3 separate regions of the Mus musculus genome follow, and regions 2 and 3 are each linked to region 1. The links are chromatin contacts, called in public Hi-C and HiChIP or PLAC-seq maps. All regions are on one chromosome and are shown on one strand. Each heading gives the region's core, a stretch centred on a gene start, on an enhancer-like site or on the middle of the called end of the contact. The rest is flanking DNA. Distances are from core to core; before and after follow the strand shown.

The links. A called contact is a pair of places that touch in the nucleus more often than the background predicts. HiChIP or PLAC-seq counts read pairs in DNA pulled down with a chosen protein or histone mark.
Region 2: a contact with region 1 is called in a Hi-C map of the N1E-115 cell line, with 6 times the contacts expected there. The contact joins two enhancer-like sites. A contact is called at or near these places in 18 of 484 Hi-C or Micro-C datasets (the N1E-115 cell line, brain, cardiomyocytes and 11 more), 12 of 115 datasets of contacts at active chromatin or transcription factors (embryonic basal ganglia, embryonic forebrain, embryonic hindbrain and 7 more) and 3 of 9 other capture datasets (embryonic stem cells, embryonic tail and embryonic trunk).
Region 3: a contact with region 1 is called in an H3K4me3 HiChIP or PLAC-seq map of embryonic forebrain, with 4 times the contacts expected there. The contact joins two enhancer-like sites. A contact is called at or near these places in 1 of 484 Hi-C or Micro-C datasets (the C10 cell line), 11 of 115 datasets of contacts at active chromatin or transcription factors (differentiating embryonic stem cells, embryonic basal ganglia, embryonic forebrain and 7 more) and 1 of 9 other capture datasets (embryonic stem cells).

The regions. Positions count from the first base shown.
Region 1 is chr9:41,227,170-41,230,250 of GRCm38.p6, reverse strand. No RefSeq gene overlaps it. Among named protein-coding and RNA genes, the nearest start is that of 1700063D05Rik, 23 kb to the right of the region's middle. RefSeq lists an enhancer at 1-2,349. Within about 2 kb of position 1,295, at least 216 of the 459 cell types and tissues checked have an H3K27ac peak or open chromatin away from gene starts, as enhancers often do. A contact at or near this core is called in the N1E-115 cell line, cerebral cortex, cortical glia and 6 more, where this site is marked.
Region 2 is chr9:41,390,690-41,393,500 of GRCm38.p6, reverse strand. It overlaps Mir100hg (Mir100 Mirlet7a-2 Mir125b-1 cluster host gene), which reads right to left. Exons shown (of 5, transcript NR_131928.1): 2 at 202-307. Among named protein-coding and RNA genes, the nearest start is that of Mir100hg, 16 kb to the right of the region's middle. Within about 2 kb of position 1,385, at least 30 of the 459 cell types and tissues checked have an H3K27ac peak or open chromatin away from gene starts, as enhancers often do. A contact at or near this core is called in the N1E-115 cell line, cerebral cortex, cortical glia and 4 more, where this site is marked.
Region 3 is chr9:41,428,295-41,431,225 of GRCm38.p6, reverse strand. All of the region lies in intron 3 of Mir100hg (Mir100 Mirlet7a-2 Mir125b-1 cluster host gene), which reads right to left. Among named protein-coding and RNA genes, the nearest start is that of Mir100hg, 53 kb to the right of the region's middle. Within about 2 kb of position 1,350, at least 9 of the 459 cell types and tissues checked have an H3K27ac peak or open chromatin away from gene starts, as enhancers often do. A contact at or near this core is called in embryonic basal ganglia and embryonic forebrain, where this site is marked.

The DNA.
Region 1 (3,081 bases), core at 46-2,545:
GGCAGGGTCTCCAGTGTAATCTTCCTGGGTTGGAGCACCATCTTCGGAGATAAAATGCTACCTAAACTTAAGATCAGTTTATTGCTAGCTAGATTATACACAGCATCACTCCATCACCCAATATTTACCTGGAGACTAACTGGTATCGGGCAATGGGTGATGGGCAGTGGGTGCTGTATTTAGAGCAAAAAGATCCGAGGTTGAATTTCATCATTGACTGTAGCACCTTCGGCAAATTAATTCCTCAGCGTCTCAGATTCTTTGTCTACGGCAATGGGGATAAGACAGTTATTATAAGAGCCAAATTAGCTAATGTGCACAGAAGCACTCTGCTTTTATGAATGGCTATAAACAGATTATGACTTATTAGAGAGCCACTCTGATCTAGGAGTAGCCCGACCGTCAGATCCCAGCACGTGGGGAGAAGAGAAGGGATAGGGTCAACCTGAGGTATGCAGTGAAACCCAGGGGAAGAGATGGGGAGAAAGTGAAGGAGAGAAGAAAAAGAAGAAGAAAAAGGTGCCGCCAAAAGGTACCCTGGCTTCAGCTCGCCTTGAAGTGGGTTATTGTCGAAGCTGCACAGGGAGGAGCTCTTTCTCCAAATTTTCAAGGGCAGAATTCTTAGCCAGTAACCACAAGTAGTTATTTTACCATCCATTCTCTTTATATTTCAAAAGACTCGGGTTCAAATGTCAGTTCCAAGTCTCTGTTTCTTCTCATAACAAATGGACCAAATGATATTCACTCCACAGGAAGGAGGGCTAAGAAAAATAGAGGCTTACTTGGGGTTTTCTGTCTAGGGATGTGTGTTCTCATCTGTGCTCCTCCTGGAGTGTCCCCTGTAAGCCCCGGGGAGTGGATAGGCTTAAGGAATAGGCCTCAGTTTTCCTTGTCTTTCTTTGCTTAGTGGCTCTAAAATCAGAGCCCAGCAGGAGAGTCGTGGGAGAGGCCTTCTAAGATGGGGTCAGAAACGCTCAAAGCAGTATTACTACCGATCTCCCTGCACTCCCAAGACAATAACCTTCTCTAATCACTACCAGATTCCACATTCGCGCCAGAAAGCAGCAGGGAGCAGTTGCCTTGACCCGCCAGGGCCTCCAGCCCCTCCCCGCCAGACGCAGACTAATGCGATACAGACGTCTCCCTCCCAGCACCGCTCTCCCACCCGCAGTCCCTCTCCAGACGGACATCGCTCTTCCGAAGTCATTTTTTGCAGGTCACCAGGCCACTTTTCCACGAAGCCAGGGAGAAGCCTGCACCTCGGGACTTCCTAGCTACCCAGAGGGTATTGTATTCACTCCTGGCGGAAGCCAACTTCAAAAGGGTATCAGGCGGGGCTTCTCACTCATTTCGATGGTACAACAGTGACCTCCAGTGGCAGAGCCGGGAGACAAAAAAAATCTGCAACGTCTCAGAATATTCCTGTCCTCATAGAAGACAGTCTACAATAGGACACGATTTCTCTTGTAAACAGCGTCTAGGACGACGACGACGGTGATGGACTCCATAGTTGCTGAATCCAAGCAATCCTGCAGAGATAGCCAGTGGCAAGTTTCCAACCCACGATCTGAGCTCCATGGCCTATCATTTATTTAGTACAGCTCCCTCAGCTCTTAATCCACTCCAGACCCCGCCCTGGTGCCCAAGTGGCTTGTGTTAATTCCACTGCTAGAAATGACCTCTTCATCTCTCTGCCTGATAAAATCTTCGTGTGATGATGTCAGATGAGAACATGCCACTTGGGGACACTTTCCAGATCATCCCTCCTAACAGAATTGATTTTGTCTTCAAAACCAAATAGTATCAAGGACGTCAATACTGCTGAATGCATTCGGCTTGAGAAGCAACACGGTACAGCACTGTTGTAGGGACTTCCACTGCTGAGAGTTCTAGGTGAAGGATGGAAGGGTGTGGGAGTGTCAGGCACATCTGCAGCACCATGACACATGCCTGAGGAAATGACATAAGAGAGGAAGGGTTTATTTTGGCCCACAGATTTGTATCTTTCTGTCCACTGTCATTGGTATCTGTTGGTTCCAGTCCAGTGTTTGGTGAGGCAGAACATGAGGGCAAAGAGCAAAGTGGCCCTCCTTGGGACAGATAGGAGATGGGAAGGGACTTAATAAAGACAAAATACATCTCCTAATACATCATTAGAGGCTACTTCCTCCAGTGTGGCCTTCCCTCCTATCTCTACCAACTCCCATCATATTATGAGCTTGTGAATGGACTGATCTACAGATTAGTTCCGAGTCCTCAGGAACCAGTCATCTTCCCTTCGCTCGACTGTTGACTGTCGCGTTGAGAATAGAGCCCTTCACATGTGATCCTTGACAAGGGGCACACTTCATATGCAAATTATAATTACTGAGCTCAGAATGCTGCAGACTAGTGGGGTGTGCACAGGAAAAAACAACTGCCATCGAGTGTAGTAAGGAGTTCCATATTTGTCTCAAGTAAGAGTCATCACTCCAGTCAGGGGGAAGAAATGCAATCAGAGACTGTCTAAATAAATGGAAGGGCTTTGCTTGGGTATTTGGGGGCTGAACGGGAGTTAATGAGGCAGGTAGAATGATTTAAGATGGGGGAAGAAAAGAAAAGATGCTCATTTGGATGTGAAATAACTACCTAGAAGTGATTTCGTTGCGACAAGGGGCAGCCCACGCTGGCTGGATTATCTATCACTGGATGTTTTACAGTCAAGAGATACTAGGCTGGAAGACTACTGAAAGCAGGATTGGGATCTTCCAAACTGTTGGCTATATAACCCAGGGTCATCAATGATTGCTGAACTATAGCATGATTCGGGGAGAATAAGCTCACGCATAAGCTAGAGTGGCTCACAAAACAGGATAAAAATCAAAATCTGGTTTCTGCCCATTAGTGGTTCTCAGATGCACTGGCATACGAATGTATTGGTCAAATCTCATCCACTGGGATGAAGCTAAGTTATTGAGCTGGTGAGCAAACAGGTCAGGCACAGTGCCTCAAGATGGAAGGCAAAACCACAAGAAGGGCAGCTGCCCAGCCTGCAGTGTGGAGACAAATGTCAACGTTGCAGGAAATGAGATGCCCGACGGA
Region 2 (2,811 bases), core at 136-2,635, 160 kb before region 1:
TTATCTGGGATCCTCAATGGTAGTCAAAGTTCATGAAACTACTGTGGTGATTATGAAGATGGAAAAATTATTATTTGACTTACACTCGTAATAGCCTCTGGTTGCAGAAAGGATTCCTGTCTCCTGGAAGAGACATGGTGAATAAGGTCAACTGAAGTTGTTTGGTTTTGGAAACATTATCTTGTTGGAGAAAACACTTACTCTTTGCACTTAGGAGCTCCTGGTGGTCTCAGTTGGTCAGCAATAGTGAAACTCTCCTGAAACATCACAGCCTCGGGAAGATGAGGTCAGTCCATTGCAGGATTCACTAAGAGTGAACAGAGAAAGCTGAGTTACCTGGAGTAGGGGTACAATGACTGCACCACGGTCCCAACATTCACCCATGTCATCTCACACGTGGGTGCCCTTAACAAGCTGGGTTTTGTCCCCAGTATTTAACAAACTCCCTTGAATATCTTCTTTACTTGAATATACTTCTTTGAGTGCTGTACTGGGTTTAGGGAGCCAGCAACCTCTGCCTGAACTCTTCATCCTAGAGTATGGGAAGCCATTAACAAAAAGTTTTCAAGACCACAACATATGAGACATTTTGGGCTGGTGTGACTGCATTAATGGAAACACACATTTCTCCCTGAACATTACTGTCAGATGAGACAGTGAAACCCACAGGAATGAGAAGGAAAGCAAGTGTCCCACCCGAGACTATACACACTTCACTTGCTATTCCCCGATGCCTCATCTCCGAACTTGGGTGTAGCCCAAAGCTGAGGCTGAGATCACACAAGCTCCCACTTCTGTTCGTGCTGTGAGCCTCCCAAAGGAGCATTCCCTATCCCCTGGCTTCAGAGGACACAAACCTTCCTTTGATCAGGAAGGCAAGCAGCCAGGCCATGCAAACAGCAAAGGCGATCAACACCAGCATCTGGACTGCAAGGTTGACTGTATTGTCTTCACGAATTAAAAATGACACATCGCAAAGATTACACGGCTCTGGTAGACCTCATGGCCTGCCTGACATGCTGGTTCAGTCTAAATCACGGACTCATTCAGACACCCAAACAAATTAACACATGTTTCTTGATGATACAAAATTGCATCTGTGTGTGTGTGTGTGTGTGTGTGTTCAAACCACTATACAAACACATCATCAATTAAATATTTATCAGACTTCCACTGACCTATGAAAGTCATCATCCACTAGCCCTCAGAGCACCATGGCTGGCTGGTTTTAAAAGCTAGCTTGCAGCTTTGGTCAGTGGAACACATTAGACCTTTCTCTGTGAAAAGCTCTTTCTATCTTTTGAACCGGATCCACACCCTGGGCTGAATGAAGCTTTTAGAACCAGTGAGAACCAGATGGCCCTCCGAGATCATTTTTGAATGTTTGGATCTGAGTCATTTGTATGCAGAAGGTTTCACAAAATAGCAATCTGGGTGGCAGGCTCCAGGCTGGGTCCAGCTTTCCAGACAGCCCATCTTTGCCTACAATTGAGAAGACAATATTGTAAGGTTCCATAAAAATATTGCAACATTTATCTATATGTGTAGCATCAAATAAATGAAGTGTACTTGTCAGGCTGCTATTTCTATGGGAGGTCTCACAGCTCCGCCTTCTCTCCCCTCCTCCCCCACCCCATTCCTTTTGCTTGTTTCCATTCCACCTATAGGGTTTTGTTTTGTTTTGTTTAAATCACAGGCATAGAGCCAGCATTGTGAACCAGCCAGCAGAGGGTACTACGTTACTGGTGCAATAATCCAAGCCACAACAAACACGGAGCTGAGAACATTTAGATGAATTAAAATGGGCTCCACTCAAATTGTGCTCTGGGAGTTCCTCGTTTACAAAGGAAAGGCTGTGGGATGGAAGATATGAGAAGGAGCAGATCCACAAGGTCTGCTCATCCATAAGGAAAGGCGAGGGTCTTAGTCTGAGAGCAGACCAAGGGGTGGAGCACACTCAAGTTCAAAAAGGGGGACGTGATCCAAACTAAGAGGTACGCTTACAGTCATTTACTGTAGAGGAAAACAACTAACTTATATTAACACAGATATAAGCAGAGGGATATTATCGCAATCTTATTTCCAGTCACTCCAAGCTGGAAGGAATCAGAATGCCCCGTAATCCACGAATGGAAGACCAAGAACAGTGTTGTTACATGCGGAACACTATGGAGCTACAAAAGCGAGGAAGTTCTAGCTGGATGAGGATGTGGTAACTTATGACTGTAATCCCAACACTCAAGATGCTGAGACAGGGGATTAATGCTAGTTCAACACTGATGTGGATGGCATAGTAAGGATCTGATCGAATAATAATGAAAAGAGTTACTGACAGAGCAATACGGATGAGCCTAAAGGACATTGTATTGAGTGGAGGACGCCATCCACCCACCCCACCCCCACTCCCTGCCAAGTGTCACCTTCTAATTCCGTTAATACACTACTCTCAGCAAACTTGGGGCTCTAAAGACAGGACATGGCAGAGGTATGTGAGTACAAAGCAGTGGTATGGGAAAACATTTAGGATGGCAAATGTTCTGCTATGAGTGATGATTCCAAACAGGAATTAAAATCATAGACCCACACACCCAAGAAAATTAATTTCTTTATATGCTAGTTTTAGAAGTAAAAGATTTTAAAGAAAAAATATGTGTTTAAGATGACTGCTATAAATATACATATGTATACACATACATATACATGCACATGCACACACACACACACACACACACACACACACACACACACACACACACACACACACCCTGACACAACTGTGAGCAGTATAGGATAAGCGGATACATGAGAAGT
Region 3 (2,931 bases), core at 101-2,600, 200 kb before region 1:
AGAAAAGCCCTGTCGTGGCTTCAGTCTAAATTGTTGAAGCATCCGAATTATACGGTGCCTTTGTTATCTAGTGGAATGCATGTCCCTGGGGTACTCCTTTGAGTTCAACTAAAATGACAGTTTAATTCTCAGTAAATGAGTGCTAATTAAAAAGCTGGGGGAAAGACTGTCATAATTGAATAATGAGAATAATGCAGCATGCATTTGTTTAAAAGTTCCTGTAAGCTGAATTTAGGGATAAAAAAAAATGGTCTCTGGGAGCTCACAGGCAAAACCCAGCTCTCTAAAAAGCCTTTGATACTCAGCATGCGTACGTACGCACTGAGCTAAGTCTGCATCTTGAGCAGGAATTGTTCTAAAGCTGCCCTGAGAGTCTAATTCACACCTCCTCATGGCTTTCTTGCATGATGCTTGTGAGCATATCCTTCATCCCGGATTTTTTGTGATATGTGGTTGGAGTAGAACACGTGGTAGAGAAATCCATTTCTGACTTGTAACTGTGATGGCCTCTGTGGACTCTCATTTCTAGAATGCAGTAGGCTCTGCTATCATAATGTGTTTAGAAAACAGAATCAGGCAATGCCAAGATCAGAAGTCTCTGAGGGAAGCCACGTGAGTGAGTGGCAGGAGATTGGAGTCCAATCTTTATTTAGCCTGCTCATAATTCCAAGACCCGAGGTAAATAATTCACGCCTCCCTCTCCCAATTCCCATCGCCTCCTTACATTTGTTTGGAGGATAAAGTCTGACAATACACTTCACTTTAAAGGGGAGAAAAATTAAACAAATGAAACAACGTTCAGCCTGGAGCAATTGGATGACTTTGTATGAGTTGGCACAGCCCTCAGCTCTATTTCCTCATGTCCACAGTGGTGTCCAAGCATTTCCAACTAGGAAGGCCTACAGTGGGCCAGCTCCTTATGAGTGTGTATTAGGAAATCTATATTATCCTAAACTACAAGAATGTAACCATCATCCCACAGGGCTCAGTTCGTACGCGGGGCCCCACCTCAGCTGCCGGCATAATTGGATTGACTTTCATGCGTCTCGCCTTCTGCATTTTCTTTATCTCCTCTATCCCAGTAATAGCTCATTTCAAAGACTTCACAACGGTATTGAATTCAGCCCATTCAGCCAGCTTCTGTCCTGTCCTTAAAGATCTATGGGAAAAGTAAATTCTATGACCTCCTTCAAAGCCTAACAACTTTTACAGTGAGTAAATTCTGTACTCTCTGAATTCGTTGATTGTGGAAAAAAAATGTCGCCCAGGGCCACCCATTGGGAGGCCTCCCATACACTTCCTAATCCAACCCAGTCTAGAGCCCTGACAGCTCCAGCAGAGGTGCTTAGACACCCCCTTATGAATATGCAAAGACAATCTTTCACTTACAAAAGAAACTGATATAGCCATTATGGCCTGTGGTTAATCAAACCTCCATTCACTTCTCTCTGCTTTGAGAACCTTCATCAAGAAAACGTGTTGCTAAGCAAACTTAGCACTAAGGACCTGGTTCCTTTACAAAATGATTGCCTAGAGGCCAGCTTGCTTAGAAGTAAAGTTCCAAGCTGATTTTTTTTTAAACTTGTTGGTTGTTGATTTTTTTTTCTTTAGCGTCTTATTTGATTTCCTATAAAATCCAAGCTAATCATTCGGTTGAAGGAAGATTGGAAAGTTGTTCACACATTACTCATTTAAAGAAGTTGAAGTTTACTCACCACACACACACACACACACACACACACACACACACACACACACACTCCTACCAAATCCTTCTACTTGATTTTGCAACTGCTTCTTGGAAAATATCCAAGCTTGGGCCAAGGAAATGCATAATAGAACGGCTCACAACTTTCATTGAGCTTTACAGAATGAGCCATCATTCTTTATAGACATCTATCTTAGTCATTCCTGCCTCCCCCAGGAAACATGACCAAGAGAAAGCATGAAGAGCATTATATCGCAAGGTCTTATTGACAGACAAAAGACCAGAACAGCCCCTTCTAGATTCGCAACTTATTTTTAAGGTGAGCCTAAGATGATATGTGCCATGGATTCTATGATCTCCAAATAGAGAAAAACACTTTCTGTGGCTCAAAGGTGAAGTCGTAAGCCTACCCAAACAAGCATAGTATATCTCTAACATACCTAGACCATCAAATTACATCTAGCTTAGTCAACCTCATGCCTTGCAACTTCCAGGTACCACTTTTTCCTCTAGGGAGTGGTAGGTCAAAGGCTTCCATCTCCCATTTCCAGCAACAATTTATTTTACTGCACAGTAAGGTCTTAAGGAGATGTGAAGTACCCAGGCATTTGGGAAACAGACTTCGGCAAAAATAATTTTATATATTAACCTTTGAGCTGCCAGATTTATTTCTGAAGAAACACCATCCTAGATAAAAGATATATGCTATACGGCTATATCGTACACATTTCTATTTAATTATTTTTGCCAAATAATGCTTTTACCCTCTTCAGCTGCTTCCATGTAATAAATTTGACCAGAGGATGGTGGCTTTACATTTTCTTAGTTTATTTTTCTATTTATCTATTCATCGGGGAGACATTGATCTTTAATGTTTCCTTTTTTTTTTTTTTCAATTTTTGTATTTGTGCACTCGAGGCTCTTCAGCCCTCAGGTGATACTAGCCCTCTGAGCCATAGCTAGTTCCTAAAGCACCAAACAACTTAGATGAAAGCATGCCTCTCACGGGTGAGCCAAGCAGCTTCTCATTGAACCCACAGACAGTGCCAATCTTATCCAGTATGCAGTCATACCAGGACCAAGAGCCAGGCATCTGATGACCATCCCCCTACCGGAAAGGACCCCAAAATTATTTAAACAAACCATCCCTAAGCTGTTAATACACCCTGTCTTGCTTCTTCTATACTCTTGTGCAAGTTCTTCCTTATCCCTTTATGCCTCTT